2 separate regions of the Macaca mulatta genome follow, and region 2 is linked to region 1. A link is a contact called in public Hi-C data. All regions are on one chromosome and are shown on one strand. The core of a region is the stretch at or near the end of the contact, and the rest is flanking DNA. Distances in the headings are between cores, read along the strand shown.

What was found. A called contact is a pair of places that touch in the nucleus more often than the background predicts.
Region 2: a contact with region 1 is called in a Hi-C map of fetal cortex germinal zone, with 2.2 times the contacts expected there. The contact joins the promoter of PIRT here to the enhancer-like site in region 1. A contact is called at or near these places in 7 of 14 Hi-C or Micro-C datasets (CD4 T cells, blood, cortical neurons and 4 more).

Annotation. Positions count from the first base shown.
Region 1 is chr16:12,279,469-12,284,184 of T2T-MMU8v2.0, forward strand. All of the region lies in intron 2 of LOC144335337 (a long non-coding RNA gene), which reads left to right. Among named protein-coding and RNA genes, the nearest start is that of TMEM220, 42 kb to the left of the region's middle. Within about 2 kb of position 2,298, at least 9 of the 40 cell types and tissues checked have an H3K27ac peak or open chromatin away from gene starts, as enhancers often do. A contact at or near this core is called in cortical neurons and fetal cortex germinal zone, where this site is marked.
Region 2 is chr16:12,342,139-12,346,854 of T2T-MMU8v2.0, forward strand. It overlaps PIRT (phosphoinositide interacting regulator of transient receptor potential channels), which reads right to left and starts at 1,950. Exons shown (of 2, transcript XM_077970378.1): 1 at 1,808-1,950. The region is part of intron 3 of LOC144335337 (a long non-coding RNA gene); the gene reads left to right.

The DNA.
Region 1 (4,716 bases), core at 1,048-3,547:
GCATACCGCCTCCTAACCACCTTTACTTAGACAACACCTCCTCTGACACTCGGCCTTAAACTCCAACTCTTCATCTTGCTTTTTCTTGCTTTTTTTCTTAGCATTAATCACTAGCTGGTGTGTGTGTGTGTGTTTGTGTGTGTGTGTGTACTGTTATTTATCTTATTTTCTGTCTTTCCATTCAACCAGAATGGAACTCCCATAATTGTGTCTGTTTGGTCTGCTACTATGCACCCAGAGCTTGGCACATAGTGAGTGCTTGATGAATATTTATTGAATGGATGCATGGACGCCCGACATTCATGCCCAGGGGACCTGCAGCCTTGATGCTGGTGCCATCCTAGGCCCGAGTATGGAGGTAAGCCTGAATATGGACATACGGCTACCTTCCTTAACCCCAGCATCGCTGGCTTCAATGCAGGTATAGCCAGAGCCTGCTCCAGCTTGGCCAGGGGTCTGGCCAGACAGGTCTGGGGAGGAAGGCAGATGTCTGACTGTAGGCTTGAATTTAACCCAGACTTCGCTAAATACAGAAAACGTTGTGTGACTTGCACAGGTGAAACTTGGAGGTCTGTAAATCCAGTTGCTCTGGTTTTCTATGTGGACAACTCAGGGGGAGCATTTTCCTGGGCAGCATGTGCTGGTTGACCTGAAATTATTCTGGGTGTTTCATTCCTCTGATCAGATGTGGCAGGGAATAGACTGAGGTTTGGGAGATTTTCCTGAATTCTGATATCTGACAAATGTGATGAATAGTGTTCAACAAACACGAAGGAGATCCTTTATCGTGGAGTGGGAGAGTAGGAACCTGGGGCACTCCCATTTAGGTTTGGGTGTGGATTATAGGAGGGAGGGTAGTCCTAGTCCAGGAAAGCAGGCTGTGTCCCTAGTGTATTATGAAGTTGTCAGCTGTGTGTATCTATGGCTGTGTATATTTCTGTGTGTGTCTCTGTGTATTTGTGTGTTTGTACGTCCGTGTGTGTGTCTTTGTGTGCATATCTTCATGTCTCCGTGTGTTGAAGAAATGGGGATCTGAGGGGCAGTTCTGGGTTCTTTGTCCATGGCGTTCGAGACGATCTCTGGTGTGCATGGTGTTTTAGTGGCAATATAGCTTTCTGAGATGTCAGCATAATTGCTTTCTGTTCTTCTGTTTTATTTCTCTAATAGTGGTTTTCAACGCTAGCTGCACATCAGCCCCATCTGGAGAGTTTTATAAAATACTGGTGTGTAGGTATCACAGCACACCAGTTAAATCAGTCTCTGGATGTGGGACCAGGGCGCTGGTGTGTTTCTGAAGCTTGACAGGTGCCTCTAATTGCAACCACTGTAAGGCGTGTTCTGAGACCCTTGAGTGAGGATTAGGGGGAACCACACTAAACTTGAGGGCTGGAGATTTTGGTACTGGCTCCATCATTAAGTTGCCTTTGACCTTGAACAGGTCAGTTTGTCTTTCTGGTCCCTCAATTTTTTTTTTCTTTGGTAAGATGCGGATAATTGCACCTTTCTGCCTGCCTCCTGGCCGTGGCTGTGAGGTTAAATGTGTGACAGGGCTTTGTGCATTCTGGAAGGATACAAGAATGCAAGAAAATATTATTAGCATTATTTGTGTTAGCCCTTTGTAGAGACCCCAAAAATGGGACCAGAGGTGGGTGTACAATTACAGTAAGATCCTAGTGAAAGAAAAGCCGAGGGGCACATCCTGCTACTCTGATTTAGTTTTCCCAAGACCAGCGGAAGACAGAAACGCCTATGCTTGTAATTCCAGAAGCTGACACTAGGTGGGGCCCGATTCACGGCATGGATGGCAAAGATCTCATTTGACGACAATTTCCTGTTCCCTTTGGTTAAAATAGTTTGGCGGGGCTCAGTGGCTCGTTCTTGTTTGTCCCCAGCTGTATACAAGGAGGATCTCTTGAGCCCTGGAGTTTGAAGCTGCAGTGAGCTATGATCATGCCACTGCATTCCAGCTTGGGCAGCAGAGTGAGACATGGTATTTAAACAAATAAAAGCAAAATAATTTACTAAAATAACCATTTAGATATTAAGGTGAGAGTGTAAATGCCCTTCTCACACTAGCTCTGTGCAGCCAGATGGTGGTTTTCATTCTGCCCAAGGTCCCTTCCTATGTTCCTTCTCTCTTGATTTTTCTGGCCTTTGTAGTAAAAATCCTTCTTGGGCATGAAGTTGGGCCTGCCCACACAGATTTCCGAGCAACATCAAAAAGCTTTGGTTGCTGGCTGTGAACCAGGGAGGAGGCCTATCTGGCTCCTCTGCAGACTTAATTAGCTCTTGAGCTGCTCTTTCTGTCAATCTGGCCTTCTCCGCTCCTCCCTCTTGCTTTTAAGGAGAGAATCTCATTTTCTGCTCCCAGGGGCTCATTCTTTGCAAGCCACTTTAGCTTTCTTTCCTCTCTGTGATCAGGAAAGCGGGATGTAGATGTCAAGGAGGGTAATTGTAAAAGCTGACTGACGCTTTTTCTTTGTGCAATTAGGGAAGCGTGACTTTGGCAACTAAGCCAAATCATTCATTCCCGTGCCTTTGAAACTCACCCTTGGGTACAAGTTATTTTGCATAAAATTCCTCAATATTTTCGTAGCACCAACCCAGGGACTGCTACCCAGTTTTATTCTAAGAGTCTAGGTCGTTTGTTTGCTTTTTTCTTCTCTTTTTCTAAATGTTTGGAAACACATCTGAAATACACAGTTGCCAATGTTATGGGTCAGTTGGTATAAATAAAAACAAACTTTTTGGAACAATGCACATGAAACGATGAACAATGAATGCCTCTGGGGATGAGACTGGATGTTTGAGCTGGTTGATATTCTCCCATAAAATCTTCTCAAAGCAGAGAGCTTGGGGCACCTTAGCTGACTCAATACCATCTTATCTTTACTCCCTCAGGCCTTAGAGAAAAGAATTAGAAGCAGGGGACTTCGCTCACCCTATGGTCATGCAAGCAGACCGGATCCCCAGCTATCGTTTCTTGTAACTTTATGGAAATATAGAGAGTGGGTTTTCCAGGTGACTTGTTCAGAAACCAAGGAAGGAGGCCCCTGGGCAAATTGCTGGATGCCAGATGCTGTCAAAGCGAAGTCCTCATGGGCCCCAGTGGGAGGAAGAGCTTGTGTAGTGACCCAGTGTAGACAGGACCCCATGAAGCTTCTGGACTCTAGAACAAGACCCTTGACTGCCATCTTTTGTCAGGTCCTCTTCGCCCTTTCCCTCTACCCTCACTTCTTCCCAGCTGCATACCCTTCCTCTTCTTGAGCAAATTCTGTGGGATCTTCACCCAGCTCCCTGTCAATCCATTCTCATAACACCTGCCTTTCTCTCTTTCCTTCTTTCTGGAGTCTCCTTTTCCATTTCTGAGAAATTCCTCCTTTCTGCAGAGGCAAGTCTTTCTACCTCTCTCTTTTTTTTTTTTTTTTTTTTTGAGACGGAGTCTTGCTCTGTCGCCCAGGCTGGAGTGCAGTGGCACAATATCGGCTCATGGCAACCTCCGCCTCCTGGATTCAAGTGATTCTCCTGCCTCAGCCTCCCGAGTAGCTGGGACTACAGGCACATACCATCATGCCCAACTAAGTTTTTTTTGTGTGTGTGTTTTTAGTAGAGACAGAGTTTCACCGTGTTAGCCAGGATGGTCTTGATCTCCTGACCTCGTGATCCACCAGCCTTGGCCTCCCAAGGTGCTGGGATTACAGGCATAAGCCACCGCGCCCAGCCTCTTTCTTTTTCTTGAGACAGGGTCTCGCTCTGTCACCCAGGCTGGAATGCAGTGGTGCAATCACTGTTCACTGCAACCTAGAACTCCTGGGCTCAAGAACTTCTCCTGCTTCAGCCTCCCGAGTAGCTGAGAATACAGGTGCACACGGTCACGCCTGGCTTTGTTCTTTCATTGTAGACTATGGTGGCCCCTTAGACCTGATCTGAAAACACCAAAGACCAGATCTTTCTTCTTTAAGGCAGGCAGGTCTTAATCTCACAACCGTTTAAGTTTCAGATTGCAATGGTCTGATAGTCTACTTCTATGTGTTTAAATAAAAGCAAATCTGAATAAAACCCAAGTTTTGGCCAGGTGCGGTGGCTCATGCCTGTAATCCCAGCACTTTGGGAGGCTGAGGCAGGTGGATCATCTGAGGTCAGGAGTTCGAGACCAGCCTGGCCAACATGGTGAAACCCTGTCTCTACTAAAAAATACAAAAAAATTAGCTGGGTGTGGTGGCAGGTGCCTGTAATCCCAGCTACTCGGAAGGCTGAGTCAGGAGAATCGCTTGAACCCAAGATGTGGAGGTTGCAGTGAGCCAAGATTGTGCCACTGCACTCCAGCCTGGGTGACAAGAGTGAAACTCTGTATCAACAACAACAACAAACCAAACCAAACCAAAATAAAAAACAAACAAACAAAAAAACCTAAGTTTTAAATCAAGGCGTATTTGCTCTTCTTTTTGTTCCAGCCATAGTGAGCAACTTTCTGGAGCAGGCGTGGCCCACCCCATTTCTAGGACTTTGCACTTGCTATTCCTGCTGCTGGGAACACCCTTCCCATCACTGTCCCTTCATTTTCCCCACTCTTTCCTTTTTATAGGGTTCCTTTTGGTCATTGCTTCATCCTGTAAATGCATAATTCTCAAAGTATTTTGTTAGCACATGCCAGACTTTTATTCAACTCATGAGTGAGGTGTGGTGAGCTGTTACAGTAATGGTCCTCAGTTTATC
Region 2 (4,716 bases), core at 700-3,199, 62 kb after region 1:
CCTCAGGTGATCCACTTCCCTCAGCCTCCCAAAGTGTTAGGATTACCGGCGTGAGCTACTGTGCCCGACCAGCCCTGCTCTTTTATTTATGCTTTCTCAAGGAAAGGGCCCTGCCTTTTTTTCTTCTTGTTTTCTTCACTTGCATTCCACCACCCCGTACCTGTACATCTCCACCTCCGAACTCACTCCCCAGCCTTTCCCTGGTGCTGTCCTCCTTTGAACGTGCTGAAATACGGTTGGTATTAATAGGGTTGTCAGATTTAGAGAATAAAACTACAAGGTGTCCAGTTACATTTCAGCCTCAGATCAACAATGGATACCTTTTTCGTATAAGAATGTTTCGATATTGCATGGGAGCAATGCATGCAAAAAACTTATTCATCATCAAATTCAAATTGAATTGGGTATCTGGCAATACATCTGGTGACCTTAATATTGTAAGAGGTTCCGCTGTGCTGCTGTGCGTGGACCTGGAGTTATCTGGTCCTTCCCGAGTTTCTGCCCCTCAGGTCCCTCCATCTACAGAGCTCCGATAGCACCTGGGCTATTCTAGGAGTTGCAAGAGCTGAAAGCAGAGGAGAGAGGCACACATTACCTCACTGCTGGGAGGCTGGGCCCAGTAAGGGGAGTCTGGGGGAGAAGCGGGGAAGGCAGGATGGAAGTGGTGGGAGTAACACCATGTATTATTCCTGTGGAAGACCCAGAGTGGTGAGAAGTGGAGGGTCCTCCTGTTTCCCTCATGGAGTCCCCATTAATGCCCCACCCATCTCCAGCTTGCCAGTGGTCGTCCTCAGAGTCCCTTGTCTTCTCTGGCGGTGCTGTCTTCCCCTCACCAGGACATTCTGTTGGTGACTGTCCACCCCTCTGAGAAGGTGAGTGGGAGCCAAGTGTCTGGGCTGATAAAGTAGAAGCTAGAGAGTTTCTGAGTAAGCTGCTGCTGTCACCATGGCCATGGCCACCCATCTGTCAGCTGCTCATAGCGCTTCTAGGAAGGGAAGTTTCCCAAAGGTCACAGTCAACCTGGAGGGTGCCACTCACCTCCCTCGTCGGGCCACCCAGCTGGTGCCCAGACCCTGGCCAGTGACAGGGTAGAAAAATAACTTGGGCGATCATGTGTGTGATCACGTCTGGCTTTACCCGGATATAGGGTCCCCACGGCACACAGTTGCCTGACTGAGCCACGTCTTTGTCTGTGTTTGCATGTGCCTGCCTTGTTCCCCCTTTCTGAGATAAAACTCCCGAGGCAGCCAGCGCACCCTACCTTGTTTTTCTGGCACCTGCCCCAGGCACCTGCCACAGCTGTAGGAGGAAGACATTGGCAGCTGCTGAGGTCTGATACGGGGTGCCCAGGAGGATGGCCTGGGTCGGAGATTCCGCCCATGTCCTCTGGGGTCTGGGGGTGGCCTTGCATTTTATGGTCTGGCTTTTTTTGCTCCTTCTCCCACCTAGATTTGGTAGGATAGTCCCTGCCCAGCCCTTCCCATAATGGCTGCTAACGGTGAAGGCTGGATGCTATACACGCAGGACTGAAGCAGCCCTCTGCCCACAAATTCCCTTCTTCCCAGTACACAGCAAGGGGCGGCCCCCTTCCTCCAGCCACCCCTGTCTGCCAAGACCCTCAGCAGGCAGTGCCTCCAGGCTGGCTTCACCCCCTCCCGGGGCATAGCCCCCTCTCCTCTGCTTGTTGTTCCTACTTGCCTTCCAACCCCAGTTCAATGACAACACGCTCCAAAACAAAGTTAAAACCAGCTCTTTCCTCCAGTGAGGTGGAAGGAAGGGCAGAGGGAAACGTTCCCTCCTTACTTACTGTCCTCGACGTCCCAGGGGAGGATGGGGGACCTGGGAATCACTCGGTGCTCATGCAAGGAGGAAGCCGGCAATGACTTTCTGCTCAAGTCCATGCCAGCCGGAGAAAGCCACCCTGACCACATCCAGAAGTCGGTGTGCTGTGAATCCCAGCAACTGAGCAGGCTCCAGCAGGGATGGATGAGCTCACCAGGCGATGGCCTAATGGGTTAACTCTTTGTGAGCTGTTGGCACGGGTCCTCGGAATGTGGCTTTCTCAGCTGCGCTCAGCCACGATGAGATGAATCTTGTGAAAAATTCATGATGCTTCTCTGCAGTCTGTCTTCAAGTTTCATGGAGGCGTGCGTTCCGTTGATGCCAGGGCAGGGCAGCTTCTCCTGACCCAGGCTCAGAAATCAGAGGACCTGGAGTTTCTGGGTTGGTGGAGGTGTGTGGCGGTGCCACGGTGGTGGGGATGGGTTGCCAAAGACTGGATCAGACCCTCTGGCTGACTCACGCTACACTGGGTCTGTTCAGTGCAGGCCTTAGTAATTCGATCTGGGAACTCTCTGTGTTCTTGATATTGGAGGGGGCACATACAGACTTAGAAAACACCCTTGGTTGCAAGATGGCAGGGACACTCCTTGGAACTTTCCAATGCCTATGGGTGGGCACTCTATGTTACAAAATGCCAGGAGTCCACAACAGGACTTACCCCCATCCCGGTCCCGACATCTCAAACAGAGGCAAAAGAGCTTGTTCCCCATCACTCCTCCAATCATTCCTCACGATGCCCTGTTGCTTTTCATGCGATGCCTGCTGCCACCGTGATGCGAAGAGAATGATGAATATCAGTGCAAGGAGGGTGAAAAGGTTTGCACCTCTATAAACCTTTACCGGTCTGTGCTTGGAGAAGCTGGGTGTGAGATGTTGAGTAGCCAGTTCTCAAGATGCTGATGCATACACTGAGGTCAGCAAAATTGCCTACAATTCTGGAAGGCACGCTGGCTCCTGCCCTGGTCCACACTAACCTGAGAATGTGGGCAGCTGCTGCTCCTCAGGATGACTGGTGGGTGGGCATCCTTGCTACTGGGAACAGTACACTGAGGGGCGTCCTCTGTGGTCTGTTGGGAGGGCTTTCCTAGGAGCCGTCCAAGGAAGCTGCTGTCAAGGCAGGTATGAGAATCTCCCATATTTGACATCTTGAGTTCCTCACGTGTGCAATGAGCAGGAGATTCTGAGCCTGGAAGGCTCTGCAGAGGTTGCTATGTGATTCACGCCTAGAGAAGCAGACAGCCAGGAGGATGAGCCTGTCCCCCGAGCTGCTGTGAGAGATCAGGTTGAGTACTCCCTCTGTCCTCTGCGAAGATGAGCATCTCTGCTCAGGGCAGTGAGCAGTGAGAGGCCTGCCTTGAGTGTCCAGGGGAACTTGACGTTGAAGGTTTTTGAGGATGTGAGTTGCTTTGCCTTAGGTGCCTCTGACTTTATACTCAAGTCAGTTTGTAACACCAAGTGACCTGGCTTGCAGAGGAACCCTAGAGTGAATTATTTTGCAATGCAAATAATCAAATGATTTATTTATTTATTTTTACAAAGTTCAGGCTAGTCCCCCACCCTCTGCAGGGCATGGCAGTGCGGCAGAGTAATACCATCTGTAAGTCAAACCCTTATTTATTACTCCCTCCATGTCAGGCACTCTTCTAAGTGCTTTATATATACAGCAATTCACTTATTCCCCACACAACTCTATAAGGTAGCTATGTGAGGTATATTGCTATCTCTGTATTTGGCCTTGGATGAATTACTTCTTTGGGCCTTAATTTCCTCATGTATTCATTGAGTGGGATCATTACTACATCACAGAGTTTTTATGAAGATTAAATGAGAAAATGCTCATAGCAAGTGCTTAAAGAATGTATACATAATATATATGCATATAATACACATGTGTATAAGTATATATTTAAGTATAAATGTAAATTGGAGGGGCAGCAAGCATCAGAGGAGAACATGTCCAGGGTTGAAGCTGTTCTGTCTGCAGACCCCCTTCCTAGCAGAACAGATGAGGAGGCGTGAGGAGCCATCATGGTCCCTGGGCAGCTGACTCTGGTGTCTCGGGTTGAAGAGGCTGCTACTGCAGCTGTGGTGTTGAAGGGGATGGGAGCAGGGATGGTCGCTGCCTGGGGATGGCTCCTAGCCTCTTATCCAGAGTGCCCTAACTCCCCACCGTGTAGCTGCTCCTGCTCAGCGCTGTGCCCCCTCACCTGGCCAGTCCAGTGTTGCAGGAGACAGGTAGGGTGACCAGCCATCCAGGCTTACTGGGTACTGATGGATTTCCTGAAATATGGGACTTTCAGTGCTAAAACCATGAACATTCCAAGCAAACCAGATGAATTGGTTTCCTTAGTAAACACTTTTGGGCAGTGGCATGTCATTTGGAACACCTGTCCCTGTGCATGTGGGCTGTCTCCTTCTGGAATGTTCTCTGTATTTGGCTTCACCCCCCTCCCAGGGCATAGAGTCTTGTGGGCAAAGGCGGCCTTCTCTCTTCCACCCCCACCCTGGGGCTGGGGGCCCTCCCTCCCAGCCTGCTTCCCCTCTTGTTTCCCCTGGCTTTGCATCTTGCTCTGTTCTTGGGCACAGTTTGAGAGGAGGCTGGGACTCCCTCCGAGCATAGTTTCCAAGAGTTTCCAAAAGTGGTGGTGTTTCCTTTCGGCTTGCTGTGTGTTTCGTTAGGATAATGAATTACCTAATGGTTATTAGACTATAATAAAAAGGTACCAAAGCAAACAGTGCAAGACAAGGATGTCAACATAGGCACCTCTTTGTTAGGCTTGTCACCGACCACCAGTGCTGACAGCCCACCCCGGACTCCTTCCCTTGGTTAGAACCTCACACCCCCTCTGCACTGGCATTGGCAATGTATGTACG